Linked DNA regions of Mus musculus: region 1 is linked to region 2. A link is a contact called in public Hi-C data. All regions are on one chromosome and are shown on one strand. The core of a region is the stretch at or near the end of the contact, and the rest is flanking DNA. Distances in the headings are between cores, read along the strand shown. Region 1 holds the start of Hdgfl2 (HDGF like 2). Region 2 holds the start of Tomm6os (translocase of outer mitochondrial membrane 6, opposite strand).

Evidence for each region. A called contact is a pair of places that touch in the nucleus more often than the background predicts.
Region 1: a Hi-C map of CD8 T cells shows a contact between it and region 2, with 5 times the contacts expected there. The contact joins the promoter of Hdgfl2 here to the promoter of Tomm6os in region 2.

Annotation. Positions count from the first base shown.
Region 1 is chr17:56,077,643-56,081,609 of GRCm38.p6, forward strand. It overlaps Hdgfl2 (HDGF like 2), which reads left to right and starts at 1,989. Exons shown (of 16, transcript NM_008233.4): 1 at 1,989-2,184. The coding sequence starts at 2,113. It also overlaps a transcript of Ubxn6 not described here.
Region 2 is chr17:47,684,740-47,688,940 of GRCm38.p6, forward strand. Tomm6os (translocase of outer mitochondrial membrane 6, opposite strand) reads left to right here and starts at 2,871. Exons shown (of 3, transcript NR_045945.1): 1 at 2,871-3,378; 2 at 3,829-3,910; 3 at 3,991-4,201. Gm20517 (predicted gene 20517) reads left to right here. Exons shown (of 9, transcript NR_157366.1): 9 at 1-2,000. Usp49 (ubiquitin specific peptidase 49) reads left to right here. Exons shown (of 7, transcript NM_198421.2): 7 at 1-2,000. It overlaps Tomm6 (translocase of outer mitochondrial membrane 6), which reads right to left and starts at 3,647. Exons shown (of 3, transcript NM_025365.3): 1 at 3,160-3,647; 2 at 2,449-2,549; 3 at 1,906-2,269. The coding sequence starts at 3,287. The coding sequence ends at 2,453. It also overlaps Prickle4 and a transcript of Frs3 not described here.

The sequences.
Region 1 (3,967 bases), core at 739-3,238, 8.4 Mb after region 2:
CTCACAACCACCCGTAATGAGATCTGATGCCCTCTTCTGGCATGTTTGAACACAGCTACAGTGTACTTATGTATAATAATAAATCTTTAAAAAAAAACTTTAAAAAGATAGGGAAGTCACTAACCCTTCCTGGCCCCATTGGACATGGTTCATTATGGACCCTATTTTACAGCTAGGGAAATTGAGACACTTGGTATCCAATGTATTTTTTACTCAGCATGGAATAGTTTGTGACATTAAGTACAGTAGGTAATCAACACTGTCAATAAGAGAAATAAGCATCATGGGAATGGGGCTTAGAGAAAAGCTCATCTTCTCTAGCATGCAAAACACCCAGATTCCATCCCCACCACCACATAAGCCTTTGGGAAATAAAGTCAGGAGATCAAAAGTTCAAATTTAGCCTTGGGTACATAGCTATTCAGAAAGTAGTCTGGGCTAAGACCCAGTCATAAAAATAAACAACTACTAAGATCAGTATACATTTAAGTAAAGTAAATATGGCTAGTGAAATGGCTCATCGAGTGAATTACTTTCCCCGTAAGCCTCAGGTGAAAAAAAAATGAGTGGTGGGCTCCACAAAGCTGTCCTCTGATTTCTACACACGCTGTAGCATGTGCGTGCATGCCCACACATAGCACGCAGATTTGTTTTGTTTTGTTTTGTTTTTGTTTTTCGAGGCAGGGTTTCTCTGTATAGCCTTGGCTGTCCTGGAACTCACTCTGTAGACCGGGCTGGCTTCGAACTCAGAAATCTGCCTGCCTCTGCCTCCCAAGTGCTGGGATTAAAGGCGTGAGCCACCACTGCCCGGCAGCACACAGATTTTTAAGGCAGGGCACGGTGGCACACATGTTTGATCCAGAGCTGGGGAGACAGAGGCAAGAGTACATCTGTGAGTTCGAAGCCAGTCTGGTCTATATAAGGAGTTGTCCCCACCCCCCACTCACCAGTGAGGACAGCAGAGTGAGACCCTGTCTCCAAATAAAATTAAGAATAATTAAAATGGCTGGGCAGTGATGGCGCACGCCTTTAATCCCAGCACTTGGGAGGCAGAGGCAGGCGGATTTCTGAGGTCCAGGCCAGCCTGGTCCACAGAGTGAGTTCCAGGACAGCCAGGGCTACACAGAGAAACCCTGTCTCAAAAAAACAACAACAAAAAGAATAATTAAAATGCAAAATGTCAAAGTATAAAGGTGCTGTAAGTATAAAGTGAAAATATGTAATGTATTATAGACAACAAAAAAAGAAAAAAATTTTAAATAATGAAAGTAAACAAGTGAGCTCTGTCCCGCCCCCTTCTCAGCCCTGACCTTTCTTGATCACCGCCCCTTCCTCTGCCAACTCCTGGCGGGAGTTTGCTGAGTTCTGTGGAACTTGTCTTCATGTCCAGCCATTGGTCGAGCTATAGCCAATGGGCTTCATAGTTGCACTGATGCCCTTTTGGAAGGCTGTCGTTAATCCGTCTTCTACGCTGATTGGTTGTTTATATTTCGTCTGGCCGAGTCCAAAGGCCTGTTCAGTACTGTTATGTATGTTCCGGCCTCGCTAGGCCCCGCCCCATCACTGCTTGTCATTAGTTTCAGTCTTCCTTTCACCCACAGGCCACTGCCTCATGCAGCTCTTAAGCCACGCCCCTGTCAAGCCCCTGTCCGTTTTGCGTCTAATTCGTCTAATGCCCTTCACCCCGCCCCACATCCTGACTGCGAGCCACGCCCCTGAGCGATCCCCAACCTAAGCCCCGCCCATCATTCCTCTCTAGGCTCCACCCAGTAGCCGCTTAAACCTTTCGTCTTTTACCTCCGACACCCTCCGCCCCACCCACTGGCTCCTAGTCCACGCCCTTGGCTTCTGCTCCGTTATCCAATCCCGTTAACTAGCTCTGATCCAACCCCTCCCTTTATTGGCCCGCGCGCGTCTCTGTGGTCATGAGCGACGGCGACGGCGGCCCCTAGCCAAGGGAGGGCGGGACTTCCGGTCGTGCTGAACCCAATAAGTAGACGCCGGCCGGCGGCCCGTGCGGACGCCTCCGCCCCTCAGGCGTCCGACTCCCGCCTCTGACTTCGCCTCTCACCGCCGTTGCTGCTTCCCGCGGCCTGGGCCTCCGCCGACAGCATGCCGCACGCCTTCAAGCCCGGGGACTTGGTGTTTGCCAAGATGAAGGGCTACCCGCACTGGCCGGCCCGGGTGAGGCCGCGCGTGGAGTGGACGGGCCCGGCGGAGTTGGCGGCCCCGAGCAGAGGGGCCGCGGGCGGGCGGGCGGGCGGGCGCGCGCGGGGAGGCTGGAATGGAGGCTGAGGAGAGGTTGGGGCTGCTGGCTCAGGTGACTGCACTGTGGTTTTCTGGAGTTGAGGAATCTCCTTCCTCCGGGACCACAGTGCCTGGGGTCTGGTGCGTCTTCGGGGAGGTCCCTGGTCTGAGGGACTTGTGTTCCGCTGTTCCGGATCCTGGCTCTGACCCGTGGTCCTTTGGAATTGAGGTGTGGCAATGTTTTGGTCTGAGTAACCTGCATGGTGAGGTCCTGAGTCTCAGAGACCCACAGTCCTGCAGAGAACGGCCGTGGTGCTAGCCTTGACCTCCTCCGGAACCTGTGTCACTTGGTTTGGTGTCCAGGGCCTGAGAGACCAATGTACCAGAGGTCAGAAATGCGTTTAGGGGATCCCAGGGTCGTGGAGCCTGAGGGATGTAGTGGGGCTCAAAGGGTACATGGGCACGTTGGGATTGGAGTGGAAGGGTCAAATGATGGGAAGAGTCTCTTCCAGAGAGGCTGCGCGTGATGGATGGGGGAGCGGGATACAGCGGAAGGAAAGGGACCTTATCTCTATGACCTAAATGAGGGCAAGGGTTGGAAGAAAGCTTTTCTGGGGACCTGGAGTCCGGCCCTTAAAGGGATTCAGTGGGCTGTATGTAGCTTACCTGAGAACAGGCAGCTTCAAGCTGGAGGTAGGAGGCTTTGAGGTTTCCTGTTTGAGAAAGCTGGAGTCAAGCAGTGTAGATTTTTAGAGCCTGGGTGCGCAGGTGGTAGAATTCTGGCCCTGGCAAAAATTGGCACATACACGGAGACCCAAAGGCTTCTGCTGCCCCCAGGACTTGGGACAGAGATCACTCCAGGGCTGAAGTTAGCTGCATCCATGTGTCAGGACTGAAGGAATTTTTGTTGTGCAGATGGTGGCTAGCGTTGCAAGTCCTGGTGCACATGTTCAGTTGCATAGAAACAGAGTTTTGTTGCCTCTAGGTCTTAGTACAGAGGCTAGATTGGCTGTGTCTGCATGGGGGTGGGAATGGAAGACCATACGGCAGGGAGTTACCATGGGGATGCCAAAGAGCAAGCTCAACAGGAACCAGCCCAGGAGGTAACTCCTAGAGGTCAGGACCAGAGGGCCCCATAAGTTCCTGAGGTGTGGGACCGTTGGGAGAAGCAGCCTGGCAGGGCTCGGCAGGGCAGGTTTGAGGATGCTTCTGCATCTGGTATCCTGCATCCAGCCACCAGGGACCAGAGTTTGAGGAGCAGGCTAGGGAGGATCCAGCCATCCCCCGGCGTTGATGAGGTGGGTGGCTAAACACTGGGAAATCCCACTGTGAGTGGGGTGACTGGGGAGCAAAACTTTACATTGGCCACTGCCCTCACTAGTCTACCTCTGCTCTCTATGAAGCTCTTGTCCCTTCCCCCTTCCCAGCCTTCTCCAGCACTGAGAGAACAGTTCCAAGCACCTGATTGGAGGGGAAGGGGCTACTAGCATCCTGTGGGAAGGTGACTGACAGCTGCTGGAACCCATGGGCTTTCACAAAGAGGGTGGGACTTCCGGGTTGCTCTGGGCCTGGCTCCTTCAGCACTCCACCTCATTCCCCCAAATCTCCATCCCTGTTGCTGCCAGATTTACCTCTGGGACAAGAACAGACTGGGCCTTTTTTCCAGGAGGGGCAGTCATTGGCTAGTCCCGGGAGTGGGGAGAAGCTGAACCTAGGCCCA
Region 2 (4,201 bases), core at 1,621-4,120:
GCACCTTCTCAGAACTGTGAGCTTCGCCTCTCTTCTACATTCCTCTGCTCTCCATCCAGTCTGTCACTGTAACTATGATGTACCGTCAACCCATGCTCCACTCTACACCAAGGCTCAGTAGCTATGAGTCAGGGGGGTCACTTTGTGAGACCTGCCCATGCTTAAGTTGGCATCTTTCACTTAAAAATACAACTAGCAGCTGGGGAAATGCTCATTGCTAGAGCACTTAGCACTCGAGGCCCTGGGTTTCACCCAGCTCCACTAAGCCAGCTTAAATGAAACTGCCCAACCAGCATCATGGCGTCAAAGAACAACAGTAAAGTTACTTGGAATTAAATCTTAGGTTCTGAATGAAGCTTCAGTTAAGCTCTGAAAGCTGTCATGTCTTAAGTTTTTGTCTCATCTGGCTTTTAACTTAAATCTTGTCATTAACTGCTCAATTATGGGATCATGGCACACTTTAAGGTTTTATTCCTCCAGAAATCAGTTGCTCTTTCCTAGTGTAGCCAAAATCATGTGGGTTCTAAGTCTCACACACTGTTTACAAGGCTGCTTCCTGGTCACCTTTTGGGGCTCTGCAAGTAATGGCTTCAAACCCAAGCTTTGTCCTCGAGTTCATACTCATGACCCTGGCTCCCCAGCCCTATTGTTTTTTTTTAAAAAAGGAAGTCTCAGTGTGTAGCCCTGGCTAACCTGGAACTCACTATGTAGGACAGGCTGGCCTTAGAGATACATAGCTTCTGGGATTAAGTGTGTGCCACCAGGCCTCCAGCCTGCCTCTTCAGAGTATCTGTAATCCCAGGGTAAATTCTAGGCCTGAGTTCCCTCATAGGGTGTTTCTCCTAGCCATCCCCACTCAGGTCCTACCTGCTAAAGATTCACAAGAGAATGGCAACCCCCGTCCTATGCATGACTAGGCACGTGGCTCAGTAGGGTGCTTGCCTAGCAAGCATAAAGCCCAGAGTCTGATGCTAGCACCACATAAAATCAGGCATAGTAAAGCCTTGAATCCTAACCTGTACCTGTGATCCTAAGAGTCGGTTCATGGAAACAGCAAAATAAGCAGTTCATGACCATCTTCAACTATGTAGCTAAGTTTGAGGCCAGCCTGGACTACAGACCAGCACAAGAACCAGATATCTCCCCCTCCCCCCCCCCCCCCCGCAAAAGAACAAAAAACAAACACTTTTAATTATGCCTCCCCCAACCCCAATTATTTTCTGGAGGTCAAATTGAAGCCTTTTCTGCAATGAGCTATACTGGTAGGCCTCAGAGAACTGACTGGATGAGCTATGTGCCAGCAGGTCCAGGAAAGCTGCTTTGTCTTTTTCCTTTTTTAAGTAACATCTGTAACAGTCATGCAGCTATGACCCAGACACACTAATCCTTTCCGACGCATGCTGTGACCCACAACCAGTTCCAAAGCGGCTGGTGCATAAAAAAAGTTTTAAAATACCCAGTCAATTGACTACATGAAACTATGGAGACCCCGTCTCTACCGCCACCTGGTTCCCTGGTACAGGAGTCTTTCTGTGCTGGTTTCTGCGTGCCTGGAAGAACACCAGACAGCAGCACCAGTGTGAATTTCAGGGTAGGGAGCACCTTTGTTTGTGAAGGAAGCTGCTTCCTTGTGCTCCCTGACACGTTTGTCTCCACCCACACATCACTGTCCACTCCTGCCACCAGGTCTCACTCTATCCCAACAATGCCTCCCTGGTCCCTGGAGAACCCACCTGGCAAACTAAAACGACAACCACCACCTTCTTCCTACAGGAAGACTCAGCAGTAGGAACTGCTCAAGAATCAGCTTTGCGGCACGTGTGCATCCCTGGGAAGTGGGTGGTCCCATTCCCATTTCATCTCCACTGCAGATCATGTTTGGGGCTCATGCCTGTCTCTTGAGTGTGAAATACAAGTCATGTTTATTTGATTTTTGTAAGCGGACTTTTTACACCTTGTTTTTGTAATAAGTTTCTTATTAAAAGAATAAAATACCTGTCTTTTATGTGCAGGCTTTATTTGAAATCTTTTTCAAGAACCATTACTACTCTTCAGGACAAGGGCAAGGACCATCTTCTGCAGAAAGTTGGGAACTGCACACAGAACCGTGCAGAGGCAACATCTCAGCCGACACTGGGGGATGGGGGGGCAGTGGGGGGGGGTTCAGGCAAGGAGAGGGAGTCAACTTCAGCTGCCACTCAGGTAGGATCTTGTGGTCACAGACAGTAGGCTGTCTTTGGAAAGTCTGAATACACAGGAGTTCCATTCTCTGTAAGCAGATAACAGCATCAGAAACGGGGAAACACAGGAGAACTGCTCTCACCTAGAAACACAAGGGCAAGGCTTTACCCCAAGAATCTTCCCTACTTCTGTGACTAGCTGACAGAACATACTGCTGTCTTCATCTTTTAGGATTCCTGAAATAGGCAGGGGAAAGTGAAGTCTTACCTGGCTACACCCCTGGCTGAGGGGCCATCAAATCAATGTCACTCAAGTTCCTGGCCAGCCAGACTCCCGCAGCAAAGAGTCCCAAATTGAGGATCAAGTTCCTGGGTCAAGAATACATTTCATTAACCCTACAGTCCGAGAGTCTCATGCAGCTAATGACATACTATGGCAAGTTTCCTCTCAGCACCACCTTCTGGAGGTGCTGACTGACACCTGATACAGGGGTATGTCCTCCTAATATGCACATGAGAATTTTACGTTCGCATCTACTAACACAAGCCAAGGCCAACTTAGTACTCTGCGGGGGCTAAAATTTGCTTATGCGTTGGCACCCCTTCCCTGCCTTCTAGGTTAGGGCGATTTCTTTAAAAATATGACGTTCTTTAATTTGTGTATGTGCGTGCGCGTGCACGCGACACAGCGCACGTGTGGAGGTCAGTACAACCCGCAGGGGTTGGTCTCTTCTTGTACCCTGCGGGTCTCATGGATCGGCGGGTCCCATGGATCCCAAATCCTCAGGCTTGGCGTCTGAACTATCGCTGTAGCCCGGAGCGTCATTCCTTGAAAGCCACGTGACAGGGTGTCTTTTGCCACCACGAGACCACAAGGTTCTCAAAGCGATAAAACCTCTGGGGATGCATGCCAGACTCACCAGGTAAGGAAATACAAGTTTAAGTTTATGAGGACCAGAGACGGCCCGGGCTTGGTTACCTCCGGAAGTCGTTTCGATCGGTGGCGAAGCGGAAGACACCGCGGAGCCAGTCTCCCACGTTGTCTGGAACCTCTGAGGCCTCGCTGGCCGACCCGGCGGCGCTCACCGTCACTCCGCTGGAAGCCATACCAGCACTAAGCACGTACCAACCGAGCGTCGCACCGGGTCGTCGCAAGCCGATTGCGCAACTTCCGATCTCCGCACTTCCGCCGATCAGCGTAAGAAATGAGCGAGAAGGCCCGCCCCCACCTCCTCCAGGAGTTCGTAGAGCCAGGACGCCTGATCGGAGGCGGAGCCCCGCGGCCCCGCCTCCCAGGGACGGGGGTCGGTTCCCAGTGCTGCTCTACAACCCAGTTAGTTTAAGCAAGGTGATGACGGTGAGGCTAGCCCAGCCTCTGCGGATAGGGGTTAGCTCACCCTGTAGGCGCTGGGCAGTGGGATGCTCCCAAGAAAGTGTCTTTCAGGTCAGAGAGCGTGCAGTACCAATGGGATTATCCCGCGTGCCTGGCTGCCTTCTGTGTCCGGTCTTTACACAGCACAGCCTTGTTATCTCGCTACATAAGTCCCCCCACCCCACCCCACCCCAATCCCACCACCCTGATCTCCAGGCCGCGCCACTAACAAATGGTGCAGTGCTTCCTGGAGATGTCTCTGTCATCTGCTTGCAGGTTTTCGGGGGTCTTCCAGGGCTCTGGAAGGCGCTGGCCAAAGAAAAAGCCTTCGGGTTCCGACTCAGAGGAAGAGGAGCAGGTGGGGCAGGGGCTGTCCTCTATGGGACTCCCGGGTGTCTGTGGGCCGTCTCTATCCTGCCGTTTGGATGCCCCATTCAGGGTTTCCAGGGTGAGAGTGGGAACTGCAGAGAGAAGCGCAGCTCGGGAGGTGATCTTGTCATCCGAGGAGGCACGGTTCCAGCCGACGCTTGGATCGGGTCCTTCTTCCTCTGTTCCAAACCCATCAGAAATGCCCATCTCAGAGCCCCCAAGTCCTTGTGCAAGAGGCGGGCCAGGGTTGCGTGCAGCCTCCCGCCCCGCCCCAGGCTGT